Linked DNA regions of Sus scrofa: regions 1 and 3 are each linked to region 2. Evidence: chromatin contacts called from public HiChIP or PLAC-seq data. All regions are on one chromosome and are shown on one strand. Each heading gives the region's core, a stretch centred on a gene start, on an enhancer-like site or on the middle of the called end of the contact. The rest is flanking DNA. Distances are from core to core; before and after follow the strand shown. Region 1 holds the start of STX3 (syntaxin-3). Region 2 holds the start of OSBP (oxysterol-binding protein 1). Region 3 holds the start of MRPL16 (mitochondrial ribosomal protein L16).

The links. HiChIP or PLAC-seq counts read pairs in DNA pulled down with a chosen protein or histone mark.
Region 1: an H3K27ac HiChIP or PLAC-seq map of alveolar macrophages shows a contact between it and region 2. The contact joins the promoter of STX3 here to the promoter of OSBP in region 2. A contact is called at or near these places in 1 of 47 Hi-C or Micro-C datasets (liver) and 1 of 2 datasets of contacts at active chromatin or transcription factors (alveolar macrophages).
Region 3: a contact with region 2 is called in an H3K27ac HiChIP or PLAC-seq map of alveolar macrophages, with 3 times the contacts expected there. The contact joins the promoter of MRPL16 here to the promoter of OSBP in region 2. A contact is called at or near these places in 1 of 5 promoter capture datasets (liver) and 1 of 2 datasets of contacts at active chromatin or transcription factors (alveolar macrophages).

The regions. Positions count from the first base shown.
Region 1 is chr2:11,737,563-11,741,290 of Sscrofa11.1, forward strand. It overlaps STX3 (syntaxin-3), which reads right to left and starts at 2,296. Exons shown (of 11, transcript XM_021082987.1): 1 at 1,925-2,296. The coding sequence starts at 1,954.
Region 2 is chr2:11,874,832-11,878,612 of Sscrofa11.1, forward strand. OSBP (oxysterol-binding protein 1) reads left to right here and starts at 1,463. Exons shown (of 14, transcript XM_021082995.1): 1 at 1,463-2,059. The coding sequence starts at 1,692.
Region 3 is chr2:11,687,854-11,691,468 of Sscrofa11.1, forward strand. MRPL16 (mitochondrial ribosomal protein L16) reads left to right here and starts at 1,658. Exons shown (of 4, transcript NM_001244967.1): 1 at 1,658-1,825; 2 at 2,168-2,233. The coding sequence starts at 1,771.

The sequences.
Region 1 (3,728 bases), core at 1,046-3,545, 140 kb before region 2:
AGGGAGAAACATTTAGCACCAGTTCCATTCTACAGAGAGTAACAGTGAGGCTCGGAGAAGTGAGAGGACTTGCTTGGGTCCCCTGGTGAGCTGAATTTAGACCTGGAACTCAAAGCTCTGTTCCATCTCTCTGCTGTTGACAACAGCTCTTCTTGAAAGGGCCGTGGGGTGTCTTCCTCTGGAAACGGACTTCCTAACATAGGCCGGCGCCAGTTTTGCATTGTTTCGTGATTGCTGGCCGGGCTGTACAGGAAGATCTTCAAACCCATGCTCTTCGTTCCTTTCTGCCGCCCTGGCTGACATGTTCCAGGAAAAGGGCTCCGTGGAGGAATCAGGAGCCAGGGTTCCTCCCCAGGCTGTGCCCTCACCAGCTCTAGGACCTGGGGCCTCACTTCCTCCAAGGCTAAGCTCTAGTTCCCACCTCTTTAAAAACTGGGGGCAGTGACTTCTGCCCTGTCAGTAAAGGAGAGGTCTTGAGGCTCTGATGACAAAGAGCAAGAAGGCAGTGACTCTCCCTCTGGCTCTCTCACTTCCCTATGGCCCTGCCTCCTCTGAAGCCCTACTACCCAGAGCAGGTGAAAGTCAGAAAGGTCTCACCCAAGACAAGGAAGGAGAAAGGACAACAACTGTTACATCAGCCCAGCAGTCCCTCAACCCACTACATGGCTTTCTTCTTCGGAAGAGCTTTTACAGGTACTAGCGTAAGATTTACCACTTATCAGTCCTATGAGTGCCATGAACCACACAAAGGGCTCAGCACACTCTCCTAGGTTTAGTCCTCACTGCTACCGTTTTACAGATGTCAAAACTTCAGCTCACCCGTTAAGGGACAGCTAGTAAGCAGTGGAGCTAGGAGGCAACCCCAGTTCTACCTGGTCCCCTGCTCCCCAAACTTCAATGTGTTTGTGAGTCCCCTGGGGAGATTTATGCATAATCAGCTTCTGAGTCCCTAGGTCCAGACTGAGGCCTAAGCTTCTGCACTTCTGACAAGCTCCCAAGTAGATGGACTACTTTGTATCAAGGGCTAGATTTTAAATTCCATTAAGACCGAGCCTGAGTCACGGCAATCCCCAGGGTTTAGCACTGGGCCTGCCCTCACAGAATACCCTCCATAATTATGTGTTCAAAGAGTCAATGATTATTGGACTTAAAAACCCATGCTTTAACACGTCTCTAAGCCCCATGTCATTTAATCTCGTAACAAGTCTCTTAAGGTATGATCAATCTCCCTTTGACAGATAAGGATACAGCCTCAAGAGTGAATAGCTTAAGGTTTACCGCTTTTGTGCAGCAGAGCTGGAAACGGTCGGTCTACCTTCAGAGCCTATGCCCTGACCTCAACTGTCTCGAGGATGCGAGGGAAATTAATAATTATAGACAGCTGGAGGGCTTGGCGATGGACCCATCCGGCACGTGACGATATCACAGCTTGGGAGATCACCCAGGACCTCAGAGCTGCTCACTGGGGGCTAGGGCAGCCGGTTCAGCGCCCCCACGGGAGAATCTGGAAGGAGCACGGGAGGAGGCAGGTCCTGGGCACAGTGCCAGGCAGCATCAGGCAGGTGGTGAGTGACCTTTGGCCTCACAGGGAACCCCCTCTGCCCCCCCCGCTGGACCCAATCACCTCCCACCCCCCGCGGATCCCAGCTCTAGACCGATGCTATCCTGCTTGGGAGGGGGGCGGCGGAGGGAGCTGGAGGTAACCAAGGACAGCGCAGACTAGCGATGAATCACCAGGCACATGACCCCAGAGAGGAGGGGTGGGTGCGGAACCCGCGCAGATTGCCGCTACAGCTTGGGGAGGGTAGGCCTGGCGCCCGCCCCCCACCCCAACCTCGATTTGGGGGAGCGCGGGAAGCCCACCCGCGCAGCTCCACCCCGGCAGCCCCCGCCCCGCCTGGTTCCTGGGTGCGACGGGACTCACTGCCTTCAGCTGCTCCAGCCGGTCCTTCATCCTGGTGCCCAGGCGCCGGGAGGCAGGTGAGCGCGTCCCCAGGTGAGCGGCCGGAAGTGGCGGCCGGGCCCCGGCCGGGGCAAAGGGGCAGGGGCGCAGGCGGAGGGGAGCGGTGGCCGCGGAAAAAAAATGAGCGTCCGAGGCCACGGGAAGCTCCGCCGCGCCGCCCCGTTCGGCCCCGCCGGCGCCGCGAACTCCAAATCCGGCTCCCGGGCCGGCGCCGGCGCGCAGCGCTGATCCGCCGGGCGGACCCGCCCCTTACCTGGGCCGCGCCCCGCGCTCCTCCTTAAAGGGCCCGTGCCCCGCCGCCAGGCCACCCTCCGCGACCCTCACTCCACTTCCCATGGCTCCAGGTCCTCGGAGGGACCAGCACGGGGAGATCTCGCTGCGAGTGTGTCTGTCTGACCTCAGGTCCAGCCTTTCCATTCGACAGCCATTCCCTACAGGCTCCGTGCTAGGATCCAGCCCTCAACAGGCTCATTCATTGCTAGGCCGCGACAACATCCCATAAACCTGGAGAATTCTAAGGCAATGTGATTCGTGCTATAGTAGGTGGAAGAGAGAGCCACTAATTCTGTCTGGAGGAAGAGCATATCAAGTAAAGGAGTGTGCACGGTCCGGGGGGCTGGTGTTGGAGTTGAAAGAGGGTGTTCTTAGTGGAAATAACTGGAGCTAAGGTGGGATGGGACAGGCTGGGACGAAGACTATGGATTCTTAACATCTTGGTAAAGACGACCCCTCAGAGAAATGGAAGCAGTTCAGTGATGAAGTCAGAACACCTGCCACTAACAATGTGTATACCTCCGGAAAGTTATTTTCTGTGGGACTCTGTTTCTCTATCTGTGAATCAGATATTATCCACTTCAGTTTGCTGTGAGGCCAGTGTAACAAAGGAGCAATGGCTGGGCCGTCACCTATGGAGCAGAGTTGTAAAATGTTTGTATTGGAAAGCTTAAGCATTATCTCCTACCTGGTAGAGATCCCCCCAGGTGGGTAGTACCTTCCGGAAAAGTGGGCGGGTTCTTCGCACTGCCCCTCCCTCTTTATCTCCTCCCCTCCCCCACACCTCCACTGTCTCTTCCCTCTTCCCAATTTGTCTTCCTTCTCGGGAACAATGACATGTCCAGTAGATTTTGAGTGGAGCTCAGTAAATGGGACTGACAGTCCGAACATTCGGTTCTCAAATCAGGGAGAGAGTCGGCGCCATGCATCCAGATGAAAGGGCTGTAAATGGTTCCGTAATTCTAACAGAACTTTGCCCTCTTCTGCGATCTTAGTGGGTGCCTCGTGCTGACTTCATCCCCTCCCATAAAGATACGGTCTGTAAGCGGTTGGACTGTACGAACCCTGCCAGTCTCAGCCTTAATCCTCCCTCTAGTCGGTACACTACCTTCTACCCCAGGCTTTCGCTAGGTGAATGTACCGTCCTGCTAAGGGGAAGGCCTCTGCGCCCCCTGGTGGTCACACGTGGAAAAGGCAGGCAAGTCAGAAATCTCATCCTGCCTCCTTGATCAAATTTTTGTCAGTGGGAACAGCTAAGTTCCCGCTCTTCAGGAAGAGAGAGTCTTCTGAGGAGACATATGTGAACAACTCTACCTTATAATTCCAGAAGGGACCAGAGGGAATTATCAAGGATGGCCATTCAGCCTCTGCCGGAACCCAGTTTAATTTTTTCATGGTGTTTTTCAGACACTCGAGGAAGAATTTTCTCTGGTTGAACAGTTCCAACTGTTGTTTAAAAGTTATTTGTTGGGAGTTCCCGTCGTGGCGCAGT
Region 2 (3,781 bases), core at 213-2,712:
ACACCACAGGTCACGGCAACGCCGGATCGTTAACCCACTGAGCAAGGCCAGGGATCGAACCCTCAACCTCATGGTTCCTAGTCGGATTCGTTAACCACGCGCCACGGTGGGAACTCCTTTTCAAAGTGTATTCTCTTTCCAGAATTCAATGGATATTTCTCTTCTTTAAAAGCTTTCTAACAGGATATTTTTCTTTATTTCCTTGATACCGTGAAGCACACTGCAGGGAAAAAAGCAATTTTACAATGTCTAACAGCTATTTCTGTTGCCCAGTGAAATCAGAAAAATGTAGCAAGTTCCAGGTTCCCCAGAGCTCCTTTTGCAACAATAGTTCACAACATCTAAATGCTAAATGAGATACTAAATTTGTGACGTTCACAAATGTGTGAACAATTTATCTGAAATAACTACTTTCCGTGCAAGGTTAAGTATACACACGTGAGCATATGATGCTACAGCCAAGGGCCCTTTGGACTGGAAGACATGGGTCGCAAGTAGATATAAAGTCAGGTCCTCGCGAGTCTATTTTCTCCTCACAGCTGGGTCAGCAACTCGTGGGACAGAATTAGGAGTCTAGAAGCAAGAGATAAGAGGTGTGGTGGACGATGAGCAAACCAGGGAACATTATTAGAATGGTGGATTCAGGAGGAAAGTGGGAAGCTATCTCTGGGCTCCCCATTAATTCTGGTCTCCAGCTGGGAGCCAGCTGCTAGAAGGCGGCCCTGGAAAGGAGAGACTCGGGCAGGGGCTGTCTACTAAGAATCACTCCTCCTAACAAGAAACAATAGAAATCTTAACTCAGAAAGAGGGATTCCTACGCTGCGCATACAGCAAAAATATGCTTTCGGGACGCTGACCCGCTTCTGCCTCTTAGAAAGTTCACCAAAGGTGGAAGCAGAAGGGCTCGCCCGGCAAGTGCTTCTCCCAGATTTTATTGGCTGCCCTGGCCTGCCCTCGCTCAGTCCGTCTCTTTCATTGGTCATCATTGCCAAGCTCCTGGTTCACAGACAACCTCCGGAACCAATCATCTCCAATCACTGCCCCGTCCCTCCCCCAACATGTGAGGGACATTCATTCTAACCAGTAAGAAATTAAAGTGAGGCTGTGATGGCTAGACTCCTCCTCCTTCTCCTCAACTCGTTCGGTAAATGGTAGAAAAGGTTGAGCAGCTGATACCAACCACCAATCCGTAAGGGCGGAAGAGAGACAAGGAGAAGGGTGCTGGGAGGGGGTGACGTGGCGGTGACGGGGGCATAAACTAAAATGAGTGGCAGAAGTTCTAGCCAATCGACAATCAAACTGGCTGGGCAGTCTGCATACTTGAGGCCTCCCGGAGCGCTGGAGACTTCGGGAAAGCACCAATGAAATGTACAGAAATCTGATTGGCCTTCACTTGCACCAATCAATGGCGTGCTTGGCGGAAGCGTCCCACCCTCAGTTTTCACTGGGCGGTGTGTAATGACAGGCCCAAGAGAAATGCCAATGTCCTAGGGGTCTTCCGCAAGTGACACTCGGCGGCACCAATCGACTTTTTCCTTCCCGGCGGCCGAGCCCTCCTCCCCGCGGCCGGCCTGGCGGGGCGGGGACGGTGCGCGGCGGCGGCTGATGCGCTAGCCGTGTGGGGCCCTCCGGGCGGCGACGGCGGCTCTCGTAGGCGGTTCCGGTCCTGTATCTCAGGGCGGCGGCGGCTCATGGCGGCGACGGAACTGAGAGGAGTGATGGGCCCGGGCCCGACAGCCATGGCGGCTCCGGGCGGCGGCGGCGCCGGTCCCCCCATGGTGGGAGGAGGCGGCGCGGGCGGCCGCGGAGACTCGGGGCCAGGCTCCGCGGCCGCGCCGAGCACGGTGGCCGCGGTGTCGGCGGGCGGCCCGGGTCCCGGGGCCGGGGGAGTGGCGGCAGCGGGCCCGGCTCCTGCGCCGCCGGCGGGGGGCTCGGGCGGCTCGGGCGCTGGGGGATCAGGCTCGGCTCGCGAGGGCTGGCTCTTCAAATGGACCAATTATATCAAAGGCTACCAGCGGCGGTGGTTCGTGCTGAGCAACGGGCTCCTGAGCTACTACAGGTAACTGCTTCCGGGGCGCCGTCTCCCATCGCAGCCCACAGTCCCCGCGCCGTCACCCTCTCCAGCCCGCGCAGCAGCCAAGGTCGCCCCAGGCCCCTTTTCGTCACCTGCGTGCATTGACAGCCCCTGACACAAGTCCACCCTCACGAAAATGAACGCCCCAGGACTTGCCCCTCCACCTGGGTGACCCACCCTTAGTGCTAGACCTTCCGCTCGGTGCCTGGCCCTTTGAGTTGTTCCGAGAGCCTCTTCTCTTCCATTGTGTTTCCAGCAGCACATCGGTGCAATGATTAATTCTGCAAGGAAGGCGCCGATGTAGGTGCTAAAGGGCACATATATGAGGGCTGATCGCAGGCACCACTCCCAAAGAACTTAAGTGCGAAAGTCTCAAGGCTTAGCTATCTGGGCCCAGTCTCCAAAATTCAAGGTTATTAGCAGCCCTTGATCTACCCGCCTTTTGGTCTCTCCACATTCAGGCTGAAGGACACCACACACAGGGTGGCCTCGGTAGCTGTCCCCTGTCTTTATCTCTTCCAAGATTTGCCTATGCTTTTGCCTTCTAGACAGCCCAGAATGGAGAAGTGCACTCCAGCCTTTCTCATTTTTGCCTGCCCCACCTCCTCCCATGGGAATGATTAAGTGTTCCATCCAGTATTTCTGGGCTCTCTCTGGTTAATCAGGTTTTTTCATTAAAAGAAGAACCCATGTCTTTGGAATGACCCTTCTGTTCAGCAATGCTTGTTTTGGATTATTTAATACATATTTATGGTAACTCACAGTCTTGCCATAACATAACATGCTTTTGGCCACTCATGTTACTATAGAAAGGTTAAGATGCTGGATTTGGAGACAGGACATTAACATTTCCTGAATGCTGGACAGTTTGGATAGGTCTTTTACATATGGTATCCTTTGACTCCCCACAACAATGCGGAAGTTAGGAGATGTTTCCGTCTTACCAGTGAGGAAACTGAGGCTTGACTTGGGCAACTTTCCCAAGTTCTTGAGTCAGGATTTGAAACGAGTTATTTTCACACTGACACAGCCTAACACCCAGGTTAGTGTTACATGAATCAGATACAGAGATAACTACTTACCTTTAGCAAGTTAAGTTTACAGATCATGGTACTATGTGTATTTTATATACAATGTATGGAAGTCTCCCTTAAGAGAGATTTTGCTTTATCGAATAGCATTTCTAAGTGAAATCTTAGCCCATTCTACTTGGGATCCAAAACATTCTTGCTAAGAACTGTTCATTCTGTATTGCTTTTCCTCTGCCAGTGGTCACTTTGTTAACTCATTGAGAGAGTTTGGATGAACAAATCTCTTTTCCGTCAACTCCGTTGTATTGGCTCTTAAAGAATTTTGAGAGGACATTGAAGATGGGAGTTGGAGGTTGTTGAAGTAGAAACACATTCTTCTTATCTCGTCTTTAACACAGCGGAAAAATACCTTACCGCGCCCTCACTGCTTAAGCAGCATTAATTGGGAACATTTAAGTATATCATTTGCATTATTATATTCAGAATTGATTTTAATTTTCACCTTTTTAAATTACTCATCTAGGACTGTTAGTTTAAGGTATAATCACAAATCTAAAATTTTAGTTTGCTTCAGAGCTTTTCTCCTACTCAAATTCATGTTTTCCTGTTAATACCAGCCATCATTCTAATGTTCAGTTGATTCATATCCTAACTTGGCTCGGAAATCACTATTAAC
Region 3 (3,615 bases), core at 408-2,907, 190 kb before region 2:
GTGCAACTAGAGATTCTCATACTAAGTGACATAAGAAACAGAAAGACAAATACCAGATATTTTTCACAAAGTCCTCAGAAAAGTCTGAAGACTATATTTTGGGAGGTGTTAGCAAACTCATTCTGATAAAAGTTAATTTCATCAAGGTTCTTATCCCTACTTTGCATCATACCAGCTCTATAGCAAATCATTTAATCCCTCAACTTCAGCTTTCCACAAATAACTAACACTGAACTATCAGAAGAGAAGTGTAAATAAAGCTCTGTAAGAAATCACAGGAGGGAAACCCCTTTTTCCATGATCAGGGAAGACCTCAGGTCCCTCCTTCAATTTCTCACAATCCTTTATTTATATTTCTCATATCTCAACAGTAGATATTTGTAACTCAACATACCATATCTACATGAATTCATAAAGAACAGGATCACTGGTTTTTCAGATTTGTATCCTCCACTGTACTTAACTCTTATAAGGAAAAAAAATAGAAATTATAGTTACTATTTAAATGTAGAACTCAGAGTTAATTTTTAGTTCTTTTAAAATAAACAATGAGGGAGAAATTTTAGGGCACCAAAAGAATTAGAGACCAAAAATTAATTATACTACAGTTTTACTCCCCATCCCAAACACTATTATACAGTATTCACTTTGAGATTTTTAAATAGCTGAGCACATCTGAATCTCCCACCTTTGGTGGAAGGGAGGAGGAACACAGAAGAGCTACCCAGAATCTGACACAGGCTGAGGAAGAAGAGGCAGTTTAACCCTTAGAGAACTGCTTCTGGTATAGAAAATAATTGGCTATAATAAAATCCAGTTACTCTTCTGATACAGATTCAGTGTGTAAATAATCAAGAAGCGCAAAAAACTAGACAGGGAGAGTTCTCCCAGTAGCTTTGCAAGATGACAGGCTTTATTTGCTGCCATTTATGAAATTAATCCCTGGACAAAGACCACGCACAGATTTAGCTTGATTTAACTACAAGAGACCTCAGCCTCAGTTGGTAATCCCATTTGTGTCCTAAACGCTTGGGGAAAGAGCCTCTTTTATTCTAAATGTTAAAAAGCTTCAGGCCCATAAAAATGATTTCCCCAACATTCTCCCAGAATAATCATACCTTTTTACATTTCCACTCGATATCGAGTTGTAACATTGTCCATTCACTGGGGTCTCTAGAGTCACAAGCCTGTGCTCAAATTCTGATTGTACGGTTTTCCTGCTGTGTGACCCTGAGAAAGTTAAATTCTTTGACCCTCGGGATGGAATCTGCCAAGTGGATGTAATGACTTAGCGCACGGATTTGTTGGGAGGCCTGAAAGCAAGAATGAGGTAGTCGGTGCCGTAAACACTGCAAGCGCCCAGTAAATGTGAAGGCAATGATGACGGTATTTTCTAGGTTACGGTTGCGGGTAGAGAAGTGGCGGAAGGTAGTGAACTGTTCAGTCTGCCATTTGAACTCCTGCTTTCTCAGCTAATACCCCGCGGAGGAAACTCGCCACCCTGCCGCCTCCATCTGGGGAGAGACCCCTGACTGGATGGAGAGCCGAGATAGCCCGGGCGTGACCCCAGTCACCAGGCCGGAACCCAAGGCCAGAGTCTCTATCTTCGTCCGTTTCCACCCGGGACTCTCTGCTGGGTGGACCGGTGCGAACGCAACTTCCGGCCAGAGCCGTTTCCGGCGCGGTTGCAGAACGCCGCTCTGGTTCCCTGGGTCGAAGTGAGCGCCGCGGTCGCCGTGGGGAGCTTGGCGTGGTCGCACGCGTGTTATCATGTGGCGGCTGCTGGCTCGCGCCTGCGCGCCCCTCTTGCGAGCGCCTTTGTCAGGTCAGAAGTCCCGTGGTCCCTCTAGGCCTTGCCTCCCGCCCGCACCCTCCGCCCCATTCGTGTATTCTCGTACAAAGACTTTTCACGCACTGGAGCACCGGGAGGGCACTGCCGCCTCTCTCGCCTAAGATTCTTGCAAAATGGTCCCAGCCTTCGCGCAACCTGGAGTTGGCGCCCAGCGTCCCCAGTTGTTCTCTTTTGGGGGACCAGAGCCTGTGAGCCACTTTAATGGAATCCGCGTCCCAAACCCACGAGACACCCCAGTCCGAAGCATCTTTGACCCAGAGTGTACCGGGCCCTGGCTTTGTGGCCTTGGTCATTTAACTTGATCTGTCGTTGTAGATTCTTGGGCAGCCCCGTCCGCCACTGCTGGCTTCAAGACGCTGCTCCCGGTGCCAACTTTTGAAGGTGAGAGCTTATCTGTTTTCAAGTTCGTAAGCCTTTTTAGTGATGGAACCCAGCTGAGGGTAGGTGAAGAAAGGGAGTGTTCAGAGTTCTCTCGTGGTTCAGCGGGTTAAGGATCCGGCATTGTCACTGCTGTGGCTCTGGTTACAGCTGTGGCACAGGTTCGATCTCTGGCCCACGAATTTCCACATACTGTGGGTGTGGCCAAAAAAAAAAAAAAAATAGTGTTCTTGTGCCCCTTCTCCCAGTCACCAATTCAGTAAATATGTATTAAGAGCCTGCTACATTCCAGGAGTGTTCTAAACGCTTCTAGAACAAAAGAGACCCCCCACCCCCACCCCGCAAAGGCCCCTGCTTTTAAGGAGCAAATGTTTAATGGAATTTCTCCCCAATAGTATTTTACTGGTGAGTGGCCCACAGCCTACCTCTCAGCTAGAGCTAATTGGCTTCAAATTTAGACTTACGTTTTTTTTCCAAATGAGGTTACATATATGCATTCATTAACAGCATTAAAAGAAAAGCATTTGTTTAAAAAAAAAAAAAAGGCAATTGTTAATATAACAGTTAAGGTAAGCCCCCATTTGGTAAATCTGACTCTTTCTCTTTCTTTTCTTTCCTCTTTTTCTCTCTCGGCTGCACCCATGGCATATAGAGGTTCCCCTGGCAAAAGACTGAATCTGAGCTGCAGTTAATCCTTAGCCCACTGTGCTGGGAGCAAACCTGCACTGCCACAGAGTGGATCTTTAACCCACCATTGCCACTGTGGAAACTCTGGGGGGTTTAGGTTTTTTTGTTTTTGTTTTTGTTTTTTTAAATATAGGAAATCTCAAGAAAATGAAAGGAGCCTGGTTCTCTGAGGGCCTTATCTTCTACATATAATTGTGAAACTACTACAAGCACTGGAGTACATATGAGCTTGGAGGCAGGGGAAAGCATTACTAAGTTCTCTGTAGCTCTCATATAGAAGTAACAGGTGCAGTTTCTGTAGCTTTAAGGTCTCTTGTTTTATACTTGACTCCATCAAAGAGCCATGATTGTTTACTATAGCAATGCTTTAAATGACTTACAAGTTACCTTTTTTTTTCCGTATTGTCAAATTGCCAGACATGATAAAGACAGAGCATGTCTGGCCTACCTTTCAGCCCACCTGCCTTTACCCAGCTGCTGCATATCGTGCAGGTCTCAACATGAAAAGCCTCTGAATATATAAGGGAAAAAGCACTGATTGAGTACTAGGTTGGACATTCCTGGTAAGAATGTGGCAGAACTGGAGAACTTAGATTATTTTCATGTACAGTAGGAGTGTTCTTTCCTCTACCTCCATGATATTCAAAGAGGCAGTGTGATAGTTTTTTTTCTTAAGTCTTGTACTGTCTGGCCCTGCT